Linked DNA regions of Macaca mulatta: region 1 is linked to region 2. Evidence: chromatin contacts called from public Hi-C data. All regions are on one chromosome and are shown on one strand. Each heading gives the region's core, a stretch centred on a gene start, on an enhancer-like site or on the middle of the called end of the contact. The rest is flanking DNA. Distances are from core to core; before and after follow the strand shown. Region 1 holds the start of SELENOM (selenoprotein M). Region 2 holds the start of LIMK2 (LIM domain kinase 2).

What was found. A called contact is a pair of places that touch in the nucleus more often than the background predicts.
Region 1: a Hi-C map of cortical neurons shows a contact between it and region 2, with 2.6 times the contacts expected there. The contact joins the promoter of SELENOM here to the promoter of LIMK2 in region 2. A contact is called at or near these places in 2 of 14 Hi-C or Micro-C datasets (cortical neurons and liver).

The regions. Positions count from the first base shown.
Region 1 is chr10:20,411,319-20,418,103 of T2T-MMU8v2.0, reverse strand. SELENOM (selenoprotein M) reads right to left here and starts at 1,273. Exons shown (of 5, transcript NM_001159399.3): 1 at 1,058-1,273. The coding sequence starts at 1,186.
Region 2 is chr10:20,304,720-20,311,668 of T2T-MMU8v2.0, reverse strand. It overlaps LIMK2 (LIM domain kinase 2), which reads left to right and starts at 2,049. Exons shown (of 16, transcript XR_013399270.1): 1 at 2,049-2,204. It overlaps LOC144331813 (a long non-coding RNA gene), which reads right to left. Exons shown (of 2, transcript XR_013399317.1): 2 at 2,049-3,272.

The DNA of each region.
Region 1 (6,785 bases), core at 24-2,523, 110 kb before region 2:
TGGTCTTGAACTCCTGGGCTCAAGCAATCCTCCTGTCTTGGCCTCCCAAAGTGCTGGGATTACAGGGGTGCACTACCGGCACCCAGCCATTCTACACCTTTTTGTCAGAGCTGACAAAAAGCTCAGAGGAGGCCGGGCACGGTGGCTCAAGCCTGTAATCCCAGCACTTTGGGAGGCCGAGATGGGCGGACCACGAGGTCAGGAGATCGAGACCATCCTGGCTAACACGGTGAAACCCCATCTCTACTAAAAAATACAAAAAACTAGCCGGGTGAGGTGGCGGGCGCCTGTAGTCCCAGCTACTCGGGAGGCTGAGGCAGGAGAATGGCGTAAACCTGGGAGGCAGAGCTTGCAGTGAGCTGAGATCCAGCCACTGCACTCCAGCCTGGGTGACAGAGCCAGACTCCATCTCAAAAAAAAAAAAAAAAAAAGCTCAGAGGAGGGCTGTGATGGTCAAAGTCACATAGCAAGACGGGGACTCCGAAAGGGAATTTCCTGGTAGGGGGAGCATGGGAGGCGGCTGCAGAGTAAATGTTGACAAACAAGTTCCCAACTTGGTTCCCCCTCCGAGTTGGCCCCCTTCCCTGGCTCCTGCATATGGAAGGAGGCACCAAGAAACTCTTCTCTCCCCCTAGAAGAAGGAAAAGAGACTTTCTGGAACCTCAAGCCCTGGAACTGGGTGGGGGAGGAATTCCAGGAACATGAAGTGATGGGGGATGGGAAGTTGGGACAGGATTGGGAGTCATAGGCCACGAGAAGAGTTAGGAGACTGCTCTCTCAGTGTCTGGGTGTCCGCTGGCGGGCCGGGTAGGGGGAGCTGGGGAAGGGTTCGGAGTTCCAGGCCCCAAAGTCGGTGTCTCAGACTTCCACGGTGGATGCTGGGGTCATCTGGGGCTAGGGAACAGGAGGGACGGTCCCGGCGCAAGGGGGAAAGCAGGGACTCGAGGTTCGAGGTGGTCCTGGGGCCAGGGCAGACGGTGCTCCCATGGGGCCGCAGGGTTGGGGGACGGTAGGGTTGGGGGACGGTAGTGTTGGGGCTGGAGGCCGGCGTTCTCACCTCTACCCGGGCGCGGGTCAGGCCGCTCAGACGATTCCAGTCCGGCCGGTAGGCAGTGGCGGCTGTGGCTGGGGCCACAAGCGCCGCGAGAAGCAGCAGCAGCGCCAGCGGAGGCAACAGGAGGCTCATCGGGACCCGGCCGCAGGTGATGCGCAAGCTGGAGGCGAACCTCCGAGTCCCTGCGCCACGTCTGGGCCTGTAGGCTGGCCCCGCCCCCGCCCCCGCCCCCGCCCCCGCCCCCGCCCCCGTCCCCGTCCCCGCCCCCGCCCCCACTCCCGCTAGAGGCCCAGCCCCGCTGGAGACCACGCCCCCAGCGATCGGTCTCCGCCCCACGGCTCCCCGCCGTTACCTCGCGCTTGCTCAGGGTGAGGTCCCGGCTCCTCCCTGGCCTTTGGGCCTTCACTTTCCCAGGTCCGAGAGTGTCCACGCTCCTTTTGTAGAGCGAGGATGTGGACGCTCCCACAGGATGCGGCCAGGCAGCGCCACCTCACGCCGGCAGAGGGTGCCGGCGAGACGCTGAGGGACACGGGAGTTTCTGAGCCAAACCTGCCACTTTAAGATAGGGAAACTGATAGGACACCCAAGAAAAAAAAAAAGGAAAAAAGAAAGAAGAAAAAATAAGATAGGGAAACTGGACTTTCTGAGGACTCCTCGCTTTGGAGCGTGGGAGATGGAGAGTGAGGTTCCGTAGAGGGGGTGCGGCTTCTGGGAGCCACTGAGACCTACCAGCGTGCATTCTACCATCCACAGCTACTGCTGAGCAGACTCTCTGTCCTGGGGTGAGGAAAGGAATTTGTTACTCAAAGGTGGGAAAATGCAAAGAGGGTTACAGCTGTTAGGCCACAACAGGGTCTTAAATCAGCTGGGTTATATTTACGGAATCAGGATTTACTTTTTTTTTTTTTTTAATGTGGCTATCTAATTCAATTAAAAATCTTGTCTTTTTCAGTGCTACTCTGCAGTGTTACCTCTGTTATATATAAATAGGCAACCATGGCTGGGCGTGGTGGCTCACACTTGTAATCTCAGCACTTTGGGAGGCCGAGGCGGGTAGGTTATTTGAGGTCAGGAGTTCAAGGCCAGCCTGGCCAACATGAAACCCCATCTCTACTAAAAATACAAAAATTAGCCAGGCGTGGTGTGGGCGCCTGTAATCCCATCTACTTGGGAGGCTGAGGCAGGAGAATCACTTCAACCTGGGAGGCAGAGGTTGAAGTGAGCCAACATCCTACCACTGCACTCCAGCCTAGGCGACAGACACTCTGTCTCAAAAATAAATAAATAAGCAACCATATAAATATCTGGGAGTCTACTTATGAATATTGTACCCTATTCTACTCCTCCAGTGCATTTGTCTAACTATGCTGTCTTATTAAGTATAGCTTTATAGTCAGACTTGACATCTGGTTGTCTGTTAGTCCTCTAGCTTTGTTCTTTCTGCTTTTTTTTTTTTTTTTGAGATGGAGTCATTCTGTCGCCCAGGCTGGAGTGCAGAGGCCCCATCGCGGCTCACTGCAACCTCCGCCTCCCAGGTTCAAGCGATTGTCCTGGGCGCCACCATGCCCAGCTAATGTTTTTTGTATTTTTAATAGAGATGGTGTTTCACCGTGTTAGCCAGGATGGTCTTGATCTCCTGATCTCATGATCCACCTGCCTCAGCCTCCCAAAGTGCTGGGATAACAGGTGTGAGCCACTGCACCTGGCCCGTTTTTTTTTTTGTTTTTGTTTTTGTTTTTTTTGAGACAGAATCTTGCTCTGTCGCCCAGGCTGGAGTGCAGTGGCTCAATCACAGCCTGAACCTCCAAGGCTCAAGCAATCTTCCCACCTCAGCCTCCTGAGTAGCTGGGACTACAGGCATGCACCACCATGCCCAGCTGATTTTTTTTTTTTTTTTTTTGAGATGGAGTTTCCCTCTCATTGTCCAGACTGGAGTACAGTGACATGATCTGGACTCACTGCAACCTCTGCCTCCCGGGTTCAAGTGATTCTTTTGCCTCAGCCTCCCAAGTAGCTGGGATTACAGGTGCCCGCCATCATGCCCAGCTAATTTTTGTATTTTTAGTAGACATGGGGTTTCACCATCTGGGCCAGGCTGGTCTCGAACTCCTGACCTCAAGTCATCCACCCACCTTGGCTTCCCAAAGTCCTGGGATTACAGGTGTGAGCTACTGTGCTGGCTTTTTTTTTTTTTTTGGGGGGGGGGGACAGAGTCTTGCTCTGTCACCCAGGCTGGAGTGCAGTGGCTCAATCACAGCCTGAACCTCCCAGGGTCAAGCAATCCTCCCACCTCAGCCTCCTGAGTAGCTGGGACTACATGCATGCACCACCGTGCCCAGCTGATTTTCTTTATTTTTTATTTATTTATTTTGAGACGAGTTTCCCTCTCATTGTCCAGGCTGGAGTACAATGGCATGATCTGGACTCACTGCAACCTCTGCCTCCCGGGTTCAAGCGATTCTTTTGCCTCAGCTTCCCAAGTAGCTGGGATTACAGGTGTCGGCCACCACACCTGGCTAATTTTTTGTCTTTTTAGTAGAGACGGGATTTCACCATGTTGATCAAGCTGGTCGCGAACTCCTGGGCTCAAGTGATCCTCCTGCCTTGGCCTCCCAAAGTACTGGGATTACAAGCATGAGCCATCATGCCTGGCCTATGGCCTACATTTTCCTGTGGTGAGAGCCATGTGTAAGCCCACAGCCTCAGTGAGCCACCGCAGGCAGTCTAGCTTTGTTCTTCTTGAAGGCTGTCTTGACTATACTCGGCCTTTCGCACTTCCAGGTACAATGTAAGGCCAGCTCGTCAACCTCCACAGAAAAACCTTCCACGTTTCTATCAGGATTTCAAATTCCCATTGGGGAAATCAATGTGGGGAGACTCTACAGCTTTACATTATTGTGTTTTTTCTACCACGAACATGGTAAATCCCTCCCTTTCTATAGGTCTTCTTTAATTTCAGTAACATTTTGTGATTTTTAGAATAAATATCTTGCATATCTTTCATTAGATTTATTCCTAGATATTTAATTTTTTATAGCATTACAAACTCTATTGTTTTTACATATTCATTTTCAAGTTGCTTGGCAGTAGCATATAGGAAGACAATTGATTTTTGCATATTAACCTTGCAGCCAGTGGCCTCACTGAATTGCTTACTCTAATAGTTTAACTGGAGATTTTTAAAAATTTTCTACATATGCATATTATATCACCTGGAAATAAAAGTGGTTTTCTTCCTTTCTGATCCTTATACCTTGGTTTTGTTTCATTGCACTGTCTTAATTGTACTGTCTGGGACCTCTGGTACAATGTTGACTAGAACTGGTCATCGTCTTTTTCCAGAGATCATCTTTTTTTTTTGAGATGGAGTCTCACTCTGTCGCCCAGGCTGGAGTGCAGTGGCACAATCTCGGCTCACTGCAAGCTCTGCCTCCCGGGTTCACGCCATTCTCCTGCCTCAGCCCCCGAGTAGCTGGGACTACAGGCACCCGCCACCATGCCCGGCTAATTTTTTATATTTTTAGTAGAGACGGGGTTTCACCGTGTTAGCCAGGATGGTCTCGATCTCCTGACCTTGTGATCCGCCCTCCTCGGCCTCCCAAAGTGCTGGGATTACAGGCGTGAGTCACTACGCCCAGCCCCAGATGTCATCTTTAAACGATCATGTTTGCTGTAGGTTTGTTACTGATGTGTTTTATAAAAGAAAGTTTTCTATTTCTATTTTTCTTAGAGCTTTTATCTTGAATGAATGTTGAACTTTGTCAAATGTTTTCCTGCATCTATTGAGATGATCATGTGGTTTTTCTCCTTTATTTTATTAAATGTGGTAAAATACATGAACTGATTTTCATATGTTAAACCTTGCATTCCTATAATAAACCAATTTGGTTGCATAAAAAAAGAGATAGGAAAACTGAACCCTAGGGAATCCTTGTTTGCACTATTTGTTTATTCAGCAGATTACGGGGTCTTGTTGCTGACTAGGCTGGTCTCGAATTCCTGGCGTCAAGTGATCCTCCTGCCTCAGCCTCCCAAAGTGCTAGAATTACAGGTGTGAGCCACTGTACCTGGACTTTTTATTTCTTTGGACAAAAATTCCAATCAAGATTTTTATTTCCCAGAGCACACATTGTGGTGATGGAATATTGTGTACCCTGTGGGGGTTGGCAGGATAAAGGGATTAATACATATAAAGCTTATTAGAACAGGACCTAGTACAGGACGGGCGCAGTGGCTCATACCTGTAATCCCAGCACTTTGGGAGGCCAAGGAGGGTGGATCACCTGAGGTCGGGAGTTTGAGACCAGCCTGACCAACGTGGTAAAACCCCCTTGCTACTAAAAACACAAAAATTAGCCGGGCATGGTGTGCATGCCTGTAATCCCAGCTACTCGGTAGGCTGAAGCAGGAGAATCACTTGAACCTGGAGGCGGAGGTTGTGGTGAACCGAGGTGGTGCCACTGCACTCCAGCCTGGGAAACAAGAGCAAAACTCCGTCTCAAAAACAACAACAAATATATATATATATATATGTTAGCTGGGCATAGTGGCGGGCGCCTGTAGTCCCAGTTACTACAGGCTGAGGCAGGAGAATCGCTTGAACCTGGGAGGTGGAGGTTGCAGTGAGCCGAGATCGCGTCACTGCACTCCAGCCAGGAGATGGAGTGAGACTCTGTCTCAAAAAAAAAAAAAGTACCTAGTACAGTGTTCGCTTTCATTATCAGTTCCCTCCTTACCTCATAAAGACCCCGTGAACTCCATTTTGCAGGTTAGAAAACAGGCTCACAAAGGTGAAATGAGTGAACTGTGCATTTGGGACTTGAACCCAACATGTCTCTGCACTCATCTTGAGAGTCGGGAGTTTCTTCCTTAGAGTGGGTTCGTGGTCTCACTGACTTCAAGAATGAAGCCGCGGACTTTCGCGGTGAGTGATACAGCTCTTTTCTCTTTTTCTCTTTTCTTTTTTCTTTTTTTTTTTTTTTTTTTTTTTTTTTTGAGACGGAGTCTCGCTCTGCCGCCCAGGCTGGAGTACAGTGGCCGGATCTCAGCTCACTGCAAGCTCCGCCTCCCGGGTTCACGCCATTCTCCTGCTTCAGCCTCCCGAGTAGCTGGGACTACAGGCGCCCGCCACCTCGCCCGGCTAGTTTTTTTGTATTTTTTAGTAGAGACGGGTTTCACCGTGTTAGCCAGGATGGTCTCGATCTCCTGACCTCATGATCCGCCCGTCTCGGCCTCCCAAAGTGCTGAGATTACAGGCTTGAGCCACCGCGCCTGGCCTCCTCCCCTGCCCTCCCCTGCCCTCCCCTCCCCTGCCCTCCCCTGCCCTCCCCTCCCCTCCCCTCCCGTCCCCTCTCCTTTCTTTTTTGAGACGGAGTCTCGCTCTGTCACCCAGGCTGCAGTGCAGTGGCCGGATCTCAGCTCACTGCAAGCTCCGCCTCCCGGGTTAACGCCATTCTCTTGCCTCAGCCTCCCGAGTAGCTGGGACCACAGGCGCCCGCCACCATGCCTGGCTAATTTTTTATATTTTTTAGTAGAGATGCGGTTTCACCATGTTAGCCACGTTGGTCTCGATCTCCTGACCTCACAATCCACCTGTCTTGGCCTTTCAAAGTGCTGGGATTACAGGCTGTTTCAGCTCATAAAGGTGGTACGGACCCAAAGAGTGAGCAGCAGCAAGACTTACTCTGAAGAGCGAAAGGACAAAGCTTCCACAGCATGGAAGGGCACCCAA
Region 2 (6,949 bases), core at 800-3,299:
GTTTTTTGTATTTTTTAGTAGAGACGGGGTTTCACCGGGTTAGCCAGGATGGTCTCGATCTCCTGACCTCGTGATCCGCCCGTCTCGGCCTCCCAAAGTGCTGGGATTACAGGCTTGAGCCACCGCGCCCGGCCTGCCCAGGCTTTCTCTACCCTCCAGAAGTCCCCCTTGAGTTCACAGGTGATTTCCGGAATGTTCTTTGGGTCCACATTAACAATATACCTCTTGGCTATAACATTTCTACAGAAAGCTATTCCCTTCCGTTACATTTTCAACTTGCATTTCTCAGAGTCGCCTGAACTTCCCTAGGAGAAACTTGGGGGACTTGGCTAGTCCCCAATTCCCTGCTGGTGAAGACCATGATGCTGGAGGTAGGAGGAAGTGGAATGTGAGAGGGAATGAGGAGGGAGAAGAGATAGACCTGGGTGCCTTGGTGTGGAGCAGAGGGAGAGGGAAGACACCCAGGAGGTTTTGGTTCCCAGGATGCCAGTGCTTTGTTGCCTGGGAAAATACAGTGTTACATCTTTCTGTAGGAAGGATGGGGAAAGTCCCTGTCCCCTGTTTGCTAGCCATGAGGCAGCTTGTCAGGAGAGTCCCTGGATTCCTGTCACTTTAATTCAGTACACAATCTTGTGTTTACTATACTGATTTCCTTAGAAACTATAAAACTGAGTACTGAAAAGAGTTCCCAGGAATTAACGGAAGTGGAACAGAGCCTCCCCAGCACTTTGTGCACACTCAGGACATCGTGAGCCACCTGCCACACCCAGAGGAGAAAAATCTGGCATCCGGTTTGAATTAGAGCAGGAAGAAAGAGAATTGTGCTCGCCTTTGCCTTTGCCTTTACTTAACCAACTGCTGGGACCAGAGGCAGTTGGGTTGAACTTTGTCTTTGGTTAGGGGTGGGGGGCGCGGGGGACAGAATCCATTTCCCTGGGCCCCATCCTCTTTCTGGTCATTTGGACACTTTTCCCGTGATCTAAATCTGATCTAAGGAAATGACAATTGTGAAAGACCCAGGGTGAGAGAATCCGATGGGAGGGTGGGTCATCAGGGACCAGCTGACCTGGCTGATGATGTGTTAATACCTTAATCACACAGAGGACCCCAATCTCCTTCCAAACCTAATGAGCGGAAGTGGTTCTCAAAGCTACTCAGCCAGCTAGCAGCTGCCATAACCCAGTCAGCTGTCCTAACTCAGTCCTGTGATCCCTCCTCCTCATAGAAGATTCTAAACTGGCAGCCCACAGGGCAAATCTAGTGGCCAAGTGTGTTTCATTTGGTCTACATGGCATTTTAAAACCTTTTTGATGCTATCAACATTTTTAAAAGTGGCAAATTTCACCTAAACATCTGGATTTTTGGCATGTTTTGAAAAGTTGGAAGACCTGGGAATGGTAGGCCCATGTTCCTGCAGAGGAGTGCTCGTCTTCCAATGGGGCGCACAAGCTCCAGCGTCCTGCGCTCATTTCTGTACCTAATTGGCCTGGCTGAGGATCTGCTCCTCGAAAGCTGGTTGGTCGCCTGCAGCCATCTTTGACTTAGCGATTATTTACTGTCCGCTTACTCATAGTGGCGCAGAGAAGTGGTTTCTCTGAGCTAGAAGCTTCTAAGAAAAGTCCATCCTCAAAGCTGTTTGTGGGATAGACCTGGCTCCTCCACTGTAATATTCCTGATTTCAAACACTACTGGAAAGAGCTCTGGACTGGCAGTCAGTAGGCCTGGGCTCCCATCCCAGCTCTCCTCCTAATGAGCGAAGCCATTTCGAGGTAGTTGAACTTGGCCTCTGATCCTTAACTTTCCCTATCTGTAAAATGAAGGCGACTAGATGGGTGCGGACTAGATCCGTGTTGAGCCTTCTGGCCCACGCAGAATCAACCTTACCAGCCGGAGCACCTCGAGGGTACACCGCTCGCACTAGGGGGCGCCAGGGCCGCTACAGAGCCAGAGCCAGAGCCTGGGGGCGGGTCCTGAGAGCGGCGGGGCGGGGCCTCGGCGGGCAGTCCCCGGTGCCAGGTGTGGTTTGGTCCTCCCGGGGCGCCGTAGGCAGTGCATCCCGTTCGCGCCTGGGGCTGTGGTCCTCCCGCGCCTGAGGCGGCGGCGGCAGGAGCAGAAGGGAGCTGTACAGAGCTGAGGGGAGTTGCTGTGTCCCCCGCCTCCTCCTCCCCATTTCCGCGCTCCCGGGACCATGTCCGCGCTGGCGGGTAAGGAAGGGCTGCTCCGCCCTGTCCCGCTGTTATCTCCGAAGCCCAGGTCCATGGCGCCTGAGGGAAACTGGCGGTCTCGGGTGTTTCGGGCTGGTTGGATCCTCGTGGGTTCCAGCTCCTCAGAAGAGCTGGGAGGCGGGGTGGGCACAGCGCTCCCCAGGCATTTGGAGGGTGGGACTCTGGGAATGGGGAGGTAGGGCATCCTGGAGACAGAGGGCTCGGAGGGGCAGACGGGTTGGGCGGCTTCCCGCGAGTTGAAGTCCCCGGGAGGAAGAGATTCTGGCTTTGCCAGGAATCCAGCTTTTTGGAGGAACCTGGCGGCCGCAGACTCCCAAATTAAAGCCTTTTTAAGGAAGTTGTAAAGCATGGGGTTCACTTAGAGTGGAAGCTCTGTGGAATTTGAGGAGTACAGGATTCTCTAGGGTTCAGGACAATTAGGAGAGTTACCCGGGGTTCTGGGTTTTCTGAGGGAAATGAAGGAGGATGTGACTTCCCTGCCAGGACCCAAGGCTTCTCGCGGGCATCTTGGTGCCTGGGATTTCCCCGGGGCTGGGAGCTCTTTGCAGAATATAGGGGAGTATGGAGCCCCTTGAGGTTTAGGATAGGACTAAGGGTAAGGAGAGATCGGACCATTCTTTTTGGGGCTCAAAGATCTCTGCTACAGGTGAGGAAAGTAGACCGCCTGGGGTTCTGAGTCCTCCCGCGGAAGCTCCCTTGGCCTCTCTAGACTTAAAGACTAGAGGGATGCGGCCAAACACCTCCTGGAAGGAAGAGTTATCTTAAAGGTGAAGGGTAACTTCAGAGTTGGGTTAGCTGCTCCTGCCGTCTCCTCCCCGTCACCTCACACACCACCCTGCAGCTTCCTGCCTTTCCCATCTGTTCCCCCAGCAGCAGGAACCTTCTGTCTCCTATGTTTCCCAGCCACCTGTGTGGGTGGCCCAGCCTCTGGGTCCACCAGGGTCAGCGTCCAGAAGCTTTGGAGAGGCGGCAAGAGGCCATTGAGGTGGAGGGGGGCTGGCTATCTGCCCCCTGCTTCCTGGCTTTCCGTCTGTGGACGGTCACTTCCTTCATCCTGAATACAAGGACTGGGCTACCAGTGGGTCACTTCCTCACCAAGGGAGCATGGGATTTTCTCCTCATTGGTGATAATAGACTTCTGGAGAGGGCTGGGGGTGGAAATGCCTAAAAAAATTTTCCTGTAATCCCAGCACTTTGGGAGGGCAGGGCAGGAGGATCGCTTGAGTCCAGGAGTTCGAGACCGGCTTGGGCTATATAGCGAGACCTCATCTTTTAAAAACAAAGCCTTGTCTCTTAAAAAAGATTTTTTTTTAAGCTTACAAAATTCCTCAACTCAAATGATCTCCAGTAACTTTTTTTTTTTTTTTTTTTTTGAGTCGAAGTCTTGCTCTGTCGCCCAGGCTGGGGTGCAGTGGCACGATCTCGGCTCACTGCAACCTCTGCCTTCCGGGTTCAAGCGATTCTCCTACCTCAGCCTCCCGAGTAGCTGGGACAACAGGGGCCTGCCACCACGCCCGGCTAATTGTTTTCGTATTTTTAGTAGAGATGGGGTTTCACCATATTGACCAGGCCGGTCTTGAACTCCTGATGACCTTGTGATCTGCCCACTTCCGCCTCCCAAAGTGCTGGGATTACAGGTGTGAGCCACCGTGCCCGGCCGATTTCCAGTAACTTTTTCTAACAGCTGTGTAATATAGGTTGCCTGTCTTGAACCCTGTTTCTTAGAAATTTGTGAAAGGTTTCACAGTACAGTAGTCTAGAGGCATAAAGCCTCTAGATGCACTAATTTATGCATTCTTTCATTCAAAGAATATTTGTTGGATTCTTCTTAGCTAAATGCTGAAGAGTACAATGGTGACATAGTTCTTGGCTTTGTGGTGCTTATAATCCTAAAAATGGACAATAAATAATTATAACAATTGCAATAAATGTTAACAATTGCAATACATAATAGTTGAGGTAAACAACTGAGATAAGTGCTGTAAGAGTGCACCAGGGGTGAGGGGTATTCTCTATTTTTCTGTTTTGGTAGAGACAGGGTCTCACTATGTTGCCCATGGTGGTCTTGAATTCCTAGTTTCAAGCCATCCTCCTGTCTCAGCCTCCCAAAGTGCTGGGATTACAGGCATAAACCACCATGCCCATCTTCTACTTTTTTTTTTTTTTTGAAGGGAATACTTTTCTTAAAACTGCAAGTTTATGCTGACCCCTGGAGATAAGTAAAAGTTAGTCTGGCAAAAAAAGCTCACAGAACATTCCAGGCAGAGGAAACAGCATAAAAAGGCCCTAGGGTAGGAAGGCATGTAGTGCCTTTGAGCCTTCGAGCTGGGAGGTCAATATGGTTTTTTGCTTTTTTTGTGGGGGGTGGGGAGGCAGAGTCTCACTCTGTTGTTGCCCATGCTGGAGTACAGTGGCGTGATCCAGACTCACTGTACCCTCCACCTCCCGGCTTTAAGTGATTCTTCTGCCTCAGCCTCCTGAGTATCTGGGACTACAGGGAAGCGCTACCTCGCCCAGCTAATTTTTTGTATTTTTAGTAGAGACTGGTTCTCACCATGTTGCCCAGGCTGGTCTCAAACTCCTGAGCTCAGGCAGTCCACCCACCTTGGCCTCCCAAAGTGCTAGGATTACCGGCGTGAGCCACTGCGCCCAGCCAAGTATGGCTTTTTATTTATTTATTTATTTTTTTTTTTGAGACGGAGTCTTGCTCTGTCACCCAGGCTGGAGTGCAGTAGCACGATCTCGGCTCACTGCAAGCTCCGCCTCCCGGGTTCACGCCATTCTCCTGCCTCAGCCTCCCGAGTAGCTGGGACTACAGGCGCCCACTACCGCGCCCGGCTAGTTTTCTGTATTTTTAGTAGAGACAGGGTTTCACCGTGTTAGCCAGGATGGTCTCGATCTCCTGACCTTGTGATCCGCCCCTCTCGGCCTCTCAAAGTGCTAGGATTACAGGTGTGAGCCACTGCACCCGGCCAAGTGTGGCTTTTTTATAGATGAGGAGACTAAGGCCCAGAAATGGCAAGGTTCCATAGCTAAATAAGTGGTGGTAGTCAGAGTTCATATTTTCCAACTTCAAGTTTAGTGCTTCCTCCTCTCTGTAGCACAAATAGCAGAATGAAATTGACTACGGAGTCTGAGAAGGAAGTGGGACTTAAACTTTCACTTGTTACTCCATCCAAACCATGTTCTGAGACACCTCAGATTCCTTGTGTAACCGGAGAATCAACAACAAAGAAATCAAATATTTACTGAGTGCCTGTGATGTCTGTGGCACTGGGCAGGACCAAGTTTTACCTCTTATAAATTTTAACAGGTGTTAGAGCCAGGAGAGGTTTTGAGATAATGTAGTCTCCTTGTTTTACATATGAAGAAACTGAGGCTCAGGGAAGAAAATGGAGTTGTCCAGGGTCACTCAACTAGTGGTAGAGCCAGAACCAAGGTAGGAGTTCTTCAGTGTTCTTTCCAATTTTTCCAGGCTGCTTAAGACATATGGGGTCTGGCACATGGTAAAACCTTAATAAGTATTTGTGGAAATGAGTTATATATAGTTTGTGCCTTTGAGAAACTTACTGTCTGGTTAAGGTAATTAAGGCAAAAAACAAAAGTCCCATGCTGATCAGTAGTGGGATTGTACCTGTGAAAAGCCACCACACTCCAGCCTGGGCTACATAGCAAGGTCTCGTCTCTTAAAAAAAAAAGAAAAAAATTGATAAGACAAGCTGTTATAAGGCCTGCATATGATAACATCATAGAATTTCAAAGGTGAGGGAGAATTCTCTTCATATATTTATTCCACAACTGAGTTCCTGCTATGTGCCAAACACTTTTGGCCCCTAGGGATACAGCAAGGAACAAGATAGACCAAATCCCTTCCATCATGTAGTGTATGTTCTGGTGGGAAGAGATAGACAGCAAGTAAATATATGAACATCATATTCAGGGATAAATCCATTGAAGATAAGTGAAGTAGGATAAGGGGATAGGAGAAGTGAGTTGTCAGGGAATGCATTTGGCATGTTTAAAGAATAGCAGGGCATCCAGGGTGGCCATCAGTTTTGGTTAGGGAATACTTCTTGAAGTGGTTTAAGATTTTAGAAATCTTAAATAGACTTAAAGAAGGTGGGGAAGATGATATCTTAGTAGGGAAGAAACTTTGGGAGTAGGAGACAAAAGAAGGCAAGTTTCAGGTCTTCATAAAGGGTGGCAAATACATGTGGTAGAGGCAAGGATTGGGAGGTGGAAGATTCATAGGAAATGGAAGGTACAGCTGAGAAGGTGGGTGCAACCAGACTAGAGGGTTTAGTGCCAGGTTGAGGATTTTGGAAGTTTCTAGTCTACAGTAGACACCATAGGTTTAGAGAAAGGAACAGTCATGATGTGGGCACAGGGCCACCAATCTGGAGGTGGGTACAGTGGGCCCTGAGACGAGGTCCTAGGGCAGGAATGAAGAAGGCACCAACCAATAAAAGATGCCTCCTGACATAGGCAGGCCAGGGTGACTTGGATGGGCCTGGATATGTGATAGACCAGGATAGGGTCCAAAATGACTGCAAGATTTCAAAACTAAATAAAAATCTATCATGATCAAGGGGCTGTATTAGGTTTTCCACATTCATGGTGGATTTTCTGCATCTTCTGGAGGCTGAGCTGATTCCCAGCACAGGGCTGGCTTCTTGTTACTGTAACTTTGAGTGGGGCTAATAGGGCCCACCGTCACACATCTT